Linked DNA regions of Mus musculus: region 2 is linked to region 1. A link is a contact called in public Hi-C data. All regions are on one chromosome and are shown on one strand. The core of a region is the stretch at or near the end of the contact, and the rest is flanking DNA. Distances in the headings are between cores, read along the strand shown. Region 1 overlaps Prdm15 (PR domain containing 15). Region 2 holds the start of B230307C23Rik (RIKEN cDNA B230307C23 gene).

The links. A called contact is a pair of places that touch in the nucleus more often than the background predicts.
Region 2: a contact with region 1 is called in a Hi-C map of Th1 cells, with 4 times the contacts expected there. The contact joins the promoter of B230307C23Rik here to the enhancer-like site in region 1. A contact is called at or near these places in 1 of 15 datasets of contacts at CTCF or cohesin (pro-B cells), 19 of 484 Hi-C or Micro-C datasets (the G1E-ER4 cell line, Th1 cells, adipose-derived mesenchymal stem cells and 13 more), 10 of 115 datasets of contacts at active chromatin or transcription factors (the 230-238 cell line, the HPC-7 cell line, bone marrow-derived dendritic cells and 5 more) and 3 of 9 other capture datasets (adipose tissue, liver and pancreatic islet).

Annotation. Positions count from the first base shown.
Region 1 is chr16:97,802,694-97,806,792 of GRCm38.p6, forward strand. Prdm15 (PR domain containing 15) reads right to left here. Exons shown (of 24, transcript NM_144789.2): 17 at 3,782-3,861; 18 at 3,352-3,471; 19 at 1,017-1,148. Among named protein-coding and RNA genes, the nearest start is that of Ripk4, 41 kb to the left of the region's middle. Within about 2 kb of position 2,413, at least 19 of the 459 cell types and tissues checked have an H3K27ac peak or open chromatin away from gene starts, as enhancers often do. A contact at or near this core is called in Th1 cells, where this site is marked.
Region 2 is chr16:97,995,187-97,999,285 of GRCm38.p6, forward strand. B230307C23Rik (RIKEN cDNA B230307C23 gene) reads left to right here and starts at 2,150. Exons shown (of 4, transcript NM_001362093.2): 1 at 2,150-2,250. The coding sequence starts at 2,248. It overlaps C030010L15Rik (a long non-coding RNA gene), which reads right to left. Exons shown (of 5, transcript XR_001781957.2): 3 at 2,511-2,601; 4 at 1,740-2,265.

The sequences.
Region 1 (4,099 bases), core at 1,163-3,662:
GGAAAATGGATGTCTACATGCTGAAGCTTCAAGCTTGATTCTAACCTCTACAAAAAAAAAACAACTTAGAACGGATCAAAGATTAAATATAATACCTTGGTATAATACCTTAAATACAATACCAGCTCAGAGTGAGGAGACAATGGACAGAATGGGAGAAGACACCTGTCAGCCAGTCATCTATTAGTTAATATGAATAATGTATAACAAGCCAACATTTTAGAAACAAGCAATCCAAGCTAAAAATCAGAAATGATTATAATAGACACAAATATAAGAAAACTGCTCATTACCATCAGTCACCACGGAAATGAAAACCAACACTAACTTCAGGGGGAATGCTGACTTTGAAAGCACTAATGGAGCTCCTAACAGCCACCTTGAGAGAGCTGATATGTGGGCATCCTTGACTGACACCAGATAATTGAAAATAAAATTTTCACTATGAAAAAAAAAAAAAAAGAAAAAAGAAAGAAAAAGAAAACCAACACTCCAATGAGGAGCCAGCTCACCCTAGTTAGAATGACTATTATTAAAACTAAAAACATGCCAGGTAGGGGGTGGTAGCAATGGTGCACACCTTTAATCCTAGCACTCCGGAGGCAGAGGCAAACTAATCTTAATGAGTTTGAGGCCAGCTTGGTCTACAGAGTGAGTTCTAGGACAGCCAGGGCTACAGAGTGGGGTGGAAAACACTAAAGAGACATGGAAAAAAAACTCACACTGATGATGATGCCATAGGGTTTTGATCCTGTGCAGAAATGGAGAGCCCCAGTAAGTGGCTACGATTTCCAGGGGTCCATTGGCAAACTCATAAAAGATCTCTGGCGCAGACATTTGCAGTGGGGTTTTACTTGTATACACAGGGTTACAGTGCTCATGAAGTAAGGGAGCTCTGAGATGCACAGCCTCATCCCACATCAGCCAGGATAATAGCAAGCTTGGGGCTAGGAACAGAGAGAGAAAACCCTGAGGAACTCGCTCTAGGGCTATTTGGTTTTGGAGAGTTGGGACACCTGTGTGCCGTTTGTAGTGCTTGAGCATGTTGACCTTCTGTGCAAACTTGCGGTGACATTCCTTGCACTCATACTCCTTGATGCCTTTGTGCAGCTTCATATGGTGGCGCAGTGCATGCTTGGTCTTCATACCTGCAGGGGGCAGATCAGTATGAGTGCCACACTCCCCAGAACTTGCCTCAGGTCACCTGAAGCACCTGTCTGAACCCAGACACAGAATGAGCAGAATCTTTAGAAGGCCACCTTAGAAGGCCACTAGAGATTTACTGTGACATTAAAATGGCAGTGTGTCAACAACAGCACCTGAGATGATGTAGTGATGTGTACAGGATGTCTATCTCGATGACATAAATGGTAACTAAGATGAGGACTCTAGATCTACATTTTTTTTTTTTAAAGAAAAGCCATTCTTTAAAAAAATATTTTTAGCTGGGCAGTGGTAGTGTATGCCTTGATCCCAGCACTCGGAAGGCAAAAGCAGATGGATCTTTGTGAGTTTGAGCCCAGCCTGGTCTACAGAGTTCTAGAACAGCCAAGACTACACAGAGAAACCCTGTCTTGAGAATGTGTGTGTGTGTGAGAGAGAAAGAGAGAGAGTGTGTGTGTGTGAGAGAGAGAGAGAGACAAAGAGAAAGAGAGGAGGGAGGAAGAGAGAGAGAGAGAGAGAAAGAGAATGAATGAGTGTGTGTGAGAGGGCGCTAACATTCAAGATCAGAAGACAATTCTCCAGAGTCAGTTCTTGCTACCCTGCAGGGTGCAGGAATCACTTATTACACGTATGTGGAAGCACCTCTATTCACCAAGCCATCTTGCCAGATGGATACTTTTTTGGTTTTGGTTGTATTTTTCTTTTTTCTTTTTTTTTTTTTTTTCGAGACAGGGTTTCTCTGTGTGGCCCTGGCTGTCCTGGAACTCACTCTGTAGACCAGGCTGGCCTCGAACTAAGAAATCCGCCTGCCTCTGCCTCCCAAGTGCTGGGATTAAAGGCGCGTGCCACCACTGCCTGGCCAGATGCTAATCTTAGACATTGAAACCAACCAAAATCTCACTGACTACAGGCTGATGTTGAGGAAAGGGTGAAGCACCCTCACCAGTCACCACCTAGTTGGGTGAAAAGCAGTGGTCACTAGCAGCAGCAGTACACCCAGAGTGCTCAAACATCAGGGCAGGCAGAGTGCAGTCCTTAGACCCTCCAGTAGACAAGCCAGCAGTGGTGTCACACTGAGTGGGCGCAGTGTGCCCAAAGCCCCCTCTCAGCTCTAAACTCAGCTGGACAATTGCTCACCCCGTCCCATTTCGTTACCACTTACATCTTTACCTGTCTCTCAGTGTGGAGAGACTTCAGACAACCCAGCTGGGCCATAGGGCCTGTCAAACTAGAGCCAGCAGAGGGCGCAGGAGTCGCACCATGTCTTTCAGCTGCCAGTCCCTGGCTGGCTAAGTGCCAGGCCTTTCTGACTATGGAAGAGCAATTTTACCTTAATTCCCACCTCTGCCTAATCCTCATACTAAAAATGCCATATATCTCCCACCACCCAAGGACAAAAACCACAGGTGATGAGAGATTCAGCCAAACTGTTCTCAATCCCTCTCAGGCCCTGCCTCCATCACATCAGGCTCTGCTCAAAACAGTGGCACAGTATTGTCCTCTGCCACTGCTTGTCTGTCTTGCAAAGGACTGCAGTCTGTTGGTACAAACCTCACCCTCACAGTTCTAACACCTATTCATGGTCTTACTCACTCACTCATTTGTTCTCATACCTGCTATGGCTCTGACTATTTGTGTGCCTGGGACTAGAGACCAAGTGGTATGTTAGACAGAACTCCCTGGTTTCACAGGGCTTCTGTTCTAAGTGAGACTGGGGGATGGGAGAACCTACATAGTATGTGGCAAGAGAAGGGAAAGCTAGGCAGAACCGGGCAGAAAGGGGCTTGAGAAGAGAGGTTGTACTCAAGGTCATAGAGCAGGAGGCCAGCCTGGGCTACACAGACCCTGTCTTAGACAATAGAACGTCATCAATTTGGAACATCCAGCTTTTCCTGCAGGCGATACAGATGCCTTGTGGATGATTTTGTGGTAAGTGATGTGATTTTGAGAAAGATTTCTATATCTGGGACCCTGAACCTCCTTTGCCAAAAAGACTCTCATGACTCCTAGCAGCACCACCCCCTCAGCCGTATGCACAGACTATGTCTATGTTCAGGTCTAGAATTTTAGTGATCATAAGCAAGCTGGGTGCAAGGCTGAACTTGCTCTGGTGGCTTGGGGTGTCCTATGACTCCAGGGTACCCTGTGGCCCTGAGGGACCTTCTGGTGCTCTAGGTACACACCCACCTTTCCCACACTCGGCGCACAGGTACTCCCGGATGTTGTCATGCACACGCATGTGCTCTTTCAGCATGTCCTTCCTGGCAAAGGACTTCCCACACTGCTCACAGGCGTGGCTTTTCACACCTATAAACAAACACAGGAGTGTCTGAAAGCCTTAGCTCGCACAGAAAGAGGTCTCAGCAAGAAGCCTATGTGGGCTGCCTTTTCAGACATGGGAGTCTTTGGCATGCGAAGGCCCTGAGGACCTGGAGTGGACACAGGTGGATCTGAAGGATGTGCTGCAAGTGTCAGGGGAGGCCAGGATGAAAGCTGGAGAGATGGGGACACATCCGAGGTGTGGTTGTCTGTGTATGGAGCCAGGGAGAATGATGGGGGGAATCCTGCCGCTGGGGCAGACGAGCTAGCACCAATCATCACAACAGGAGCATCTTACCTGTGTGGATGAGTTTGTGGCGCTCCAAGTTCCCAATGCTGTTGAATATCCTCCCACAGATCTCACAGGGGTGAATGTACCTGAAAGGAGAGGCAAACCTCAGGAGCTACACAGCCCCAGGGGCTCATCACCCGAGGGGTTCACTCACTGTGAAGGCCTTATCTGCTATGAGGGTATGTATCCTCAGCTGTGAGGGGCCTGTGTGAAAGTTCCTTTATCGATGGAGGTGAGGCAAAAGGTGTTATGACCTCAGCTTCTATAATGGGCTGAATTGTCTCCCTCAAATTGTTGTTTAAGTCCTAGATAAGAATGTGGCTG
Region 2 (4,099 bases), core at 900-3,399, 190 kb after region 1:
AATGTAAACAATGTGGTAAAGCCTTTGCATGTAGCAGTAGTCTTACAAATCATGAGAAAAAGTCAAACTGCAGAGAAACTCCATAAGCACAGACAGTGTGGTAAAGTTTTGTGCTTCCTGGGATCTTCATACAAGAGTAAAACCTTTAGTGTGTAATCAATCTGTTAAAGCCTTTGCATATCTCAGTAGTCTTTGAAGTCCTAAAAGAACTCATACAGAAGGGAGTCTATAACTATATAAGATTTTATCACTGCACACACAAAAGATTAATTGAGAGAAATCTCTTTAATGGCAGCATGTATTTAGCTCTGGCTAATGCTCAAAGAAGATCCAGCTGGGAATAGATTTTAATTTCCACCTATGCTGTCACCCTTAAGCCCCTTTTAGGTTCAGGTCCCAGGTTAATTTTTGAACAATTTAAATATGGACTGGAGACTGCATGTCTAACCAATTAGACAGACACACAGCAAATATAGTCCCAGAATTACTTCTTAAGTACACCAGTGTCCTGAAACAACATCAGTGACAGGTTCCTAAGTACAAAGTCCCAGAGGATGAAAAAGACATGAAAAGTAGAAGGCAGAAAGTTACAAAAGCTGGGGTGGGGAGGCCTTGCAGAAGCCTCTGTGTATGAATGTTTAGCTTCCCAGTGAGGAAGATGTGTTGGCTAACCATAGTGCTCCACTGGGTTTGTTATCTGGTTCCTGTTTGCCTTCCAGGGTTCACATACTTACCAGCTGAAAAGTAGCTGCAGTTTACCTAAGCCCAGCATGAAGGACTCAACCCAAGTGAAATTAGAGTATTTGGGGGTTTATTTGGGGGTAGCTCTCTAGTGGATTCAGTGATCCCAAGGAACCAGAGAGTTCACTAGTCCCAAGGAGGTCAGAGAAGTTATGGGATGGGAGTATAAGGAGCAGAGGTGGGGAGAAGGAGCTAGCAAGGCATGCAGGGGGGAGGGAGATGGAGAGGGAAGTGGAGGGAGGAGGGGGAAGGGCAGGAGAAGGAGGAAGGAGGAGGCAGAGAGAGAGAGAGAGAGAGAGAGAGAGAGAGAGAATGAAACAGAGAGACAAAGAGTACAAACTGTCAGGATTATATAGGAAGATCTTCTGGAGACAGGAAAGCTCAGGGTACAAGGTGGGGTCTGCCAACTTTGCTATGTAACAGGTGGAGACTGAGGAGAGCTGGGAGAACCTGGAGGTTCAGCTGTAACCTTCCCAGCCTTGAGCAGGCTAAGCAGACCTTGAACATTCATCTTGACAGGCCTTATCAAGCTGGATAGAGACATGTGTCTTGGCTGCAGTTGCAGGTTCCCATGGGAACTTAGCTGTTTTGGCTGCCTGTGCTGACCTTGTTCTACAACATATTCCAGCTAAAGAAGGGGATGGGTTTTGTGGTTTTTCCCTTTATAAACGTAAAGCCTATTATTAAACTTTGAGTCTTGATCAGAATCTTTGTCTTGACTTCATTCTTCTCTCGCGTACCCCCCACCCCCATCTTTTCATTTCCAGCACCCCTTTCAGGTAAACTCAGTTCTCCCGCGGCTGCTGGATGGCTCCACCCAGCCAGCTTTGGTGTGTTAAATATATGCAGATCAGAAGCTGGTCCCGGGTCTGAATCCCAACCGCAACAAAACTATTGTTTCCCCAAATCTCTTTTTAATCGTTAATATCCTGGGCACCCTTCCGCTTGTAGGACAGATTGATAACTCCACTGCAAGTTGAGCTATGCAAGCTAACTACCTTGATTCCAGGAGGAAGGCAAACAGTCTACTGAGTGAGGAAAGCTCAGGCTGAAAAGTCAAGGACTTGCTGAGCACGGGGTCAACTGTTCACATAGGGGAGGAGCAAGCGGCTGAGCAGTGATAGGTGCAGTGGTGGTTCCTCCCTGGGGCTGTGCGGGGAGACAGAAGGGTAGGCTATTGGAGGACCGGCACAAGTATTACAGAAATGAAAATCCCTGTAGATCTGGAAAAGGTCGTCCCTGGATTTGAAGCTTGGTCTGAGAACTTCTACACTGTGTGGCTTCAGCACACTCTAACTCTAAGGGAGGTGCTCGACTCACTCAAGACTTACTGGCCAATCAGAGCCTCCAGGCAGACCTGCGTGTCAGAAGAGAAGGCGGGTTTTCCGGGTGCGGTGGTGTCGGTTTCGCTTCCTGGTTGAGTGCTTGAATGGTTCTGTGTGCCGTGCTCCGTTTCCTGCGGTTGGATGCTGTGGATTGTGCACAGGCAAGCTCCGAAGTTGCGACATGGTAAGCACAGGGTCACTGCCAACAATGGGGAGAAGCAGGGGTCTCAGCAGCGCGAGCTGGTGTGGTGGGGCTTTCACAGGACTGAATGGGAATCGGCGGCCACGTGTGAGGTCCTAGCCACTTGGGGGACCCAGCTGTAGCCTCTGAATAACTTCACTGTGGGGGCTGCATCTGTGCAGAGCATTTGGCCTGTGTGTAGAAAGATCTTTGGCATGATCCCAAACTCAGAGAGTACTAGTTTCTGCAAGTTCTGTTCTTACCATTTGCCATTAAGGTGGACAATCCATTGGAGTTAATTTTGTGGAGGTTGTAAAAGACATCTCATGTGCTGGGTAGCAATCCAATATCAAGCTGTGATGTAAAAGTGCAGGATTAATGATCTAAAGGATTTACTAAAGCTTAGGAGATAGTAAGGCACTCCAAGTAGAATTTATCTGAGGGTGGACTGCATGTAAAACATCCCACAGATAGGTAATGTGCTAACTAGGGCTGTTAGAGATTAGGTTGCTAGGATACACAAGTTAATTCACCCGGATTGTCCAGAAATTGGGCACCAAACCATAACAAAGGAAACAAACTTGATTTACTACCATCCACTAGGTTCATCTTCATATCAAAGAGCAGGCCTCTAACAGGCTGGTCTATGGGGCCTTACAGGATCACAATCTACAGTAAGGCCTGGTGTGGCATAAAGGTTCAGTTTTCTTCTTGAGAAAAGCATAGTTCTGCCACATGGGTGAGATGATGCCTAGTGACAACCATGTGAGAAGGTAAAAAAGAAAACAAAACAAAACACTGTTGTATTGAGTGCTAAGTTACACTTTCCCTGAGGTTTCCATATATGGAGAATGACATAGCTCCTCATGAAACCCAGGAACATGCTTGGCAGAGCCAGTCACAGCTTGGGGCCTAGGCCTTGGGAGCTTTCCCTGAGGCTCTGGGTATAGAGATAAAACAGAGCTTCTTCTCTAAGACCTGGAATATGCTTGGGAGAGCTGGTAATAGTCTGGGGCCAGGGCCTTTGGGAGGGGTTGCTTCAGATTCTGAGAGCACAACTCTTCCCACCGTACGGGGTTGTGGTTATCAGTCCCAAGGCCATGAGAGACTTGGTCAGAAATTTTTTCAGATACACTGAGTTTCCCCTTGTGCAGCAACTATTTGATTAGACTTCTCCTGAGTGTGTCCCATTGTATGATGCTTCTGCTGACTTCATAGTTTCTTCATCTTTCTCCTGACTTCATAGATGTCTCCCATCTCCTTCCTTTCCCTCATGTCAATCGTGTACAAGATGGTATTCTTTAGAAGCTTACTTAGCATGAGCCATAGCTTGTGTAAGTCCTCCCCACCCCAGCTTTTTTACTTTCTACCTTTTCCTTTTCCAGTGTTTTTCATCATCTGGAGCCTTCCACTCAGGACACTCTCACTAACCTGCTGTGTTAGGGCACTGGTGTACTTAAGAAATGATCCCGGGGTTATATTTGCTGTGTAAATTTCCCATCTGTCTAAGTGGCTAGACTTGCAGTCTCCAGTCTATATTTAAATTGTTCAGAACTTAACCTGGAACCTGAATCTAAAAGAGACTTAAGGGTGGCAGCATATGTGGAATGCAAAATCCATCCTCGTCTGGCTCCTCTTTAGTATTAACCAGTGTAGCTGGTCTTTACTACTTTATGGTTTCTTCTTTTAACACACACTTAATCCCCTCCCCCCCCCCAACTCCAACCCCCTCCTCTTTCACCCCCTAACACCAGATAGGACAGAAACAAGGATGGAGGAGAAAGAGATCCTTGAATCTAGTTTCTTTTTTTGTACTGGCCCCTCACCTCCCCACCCCCAGCATGAGTCAGTC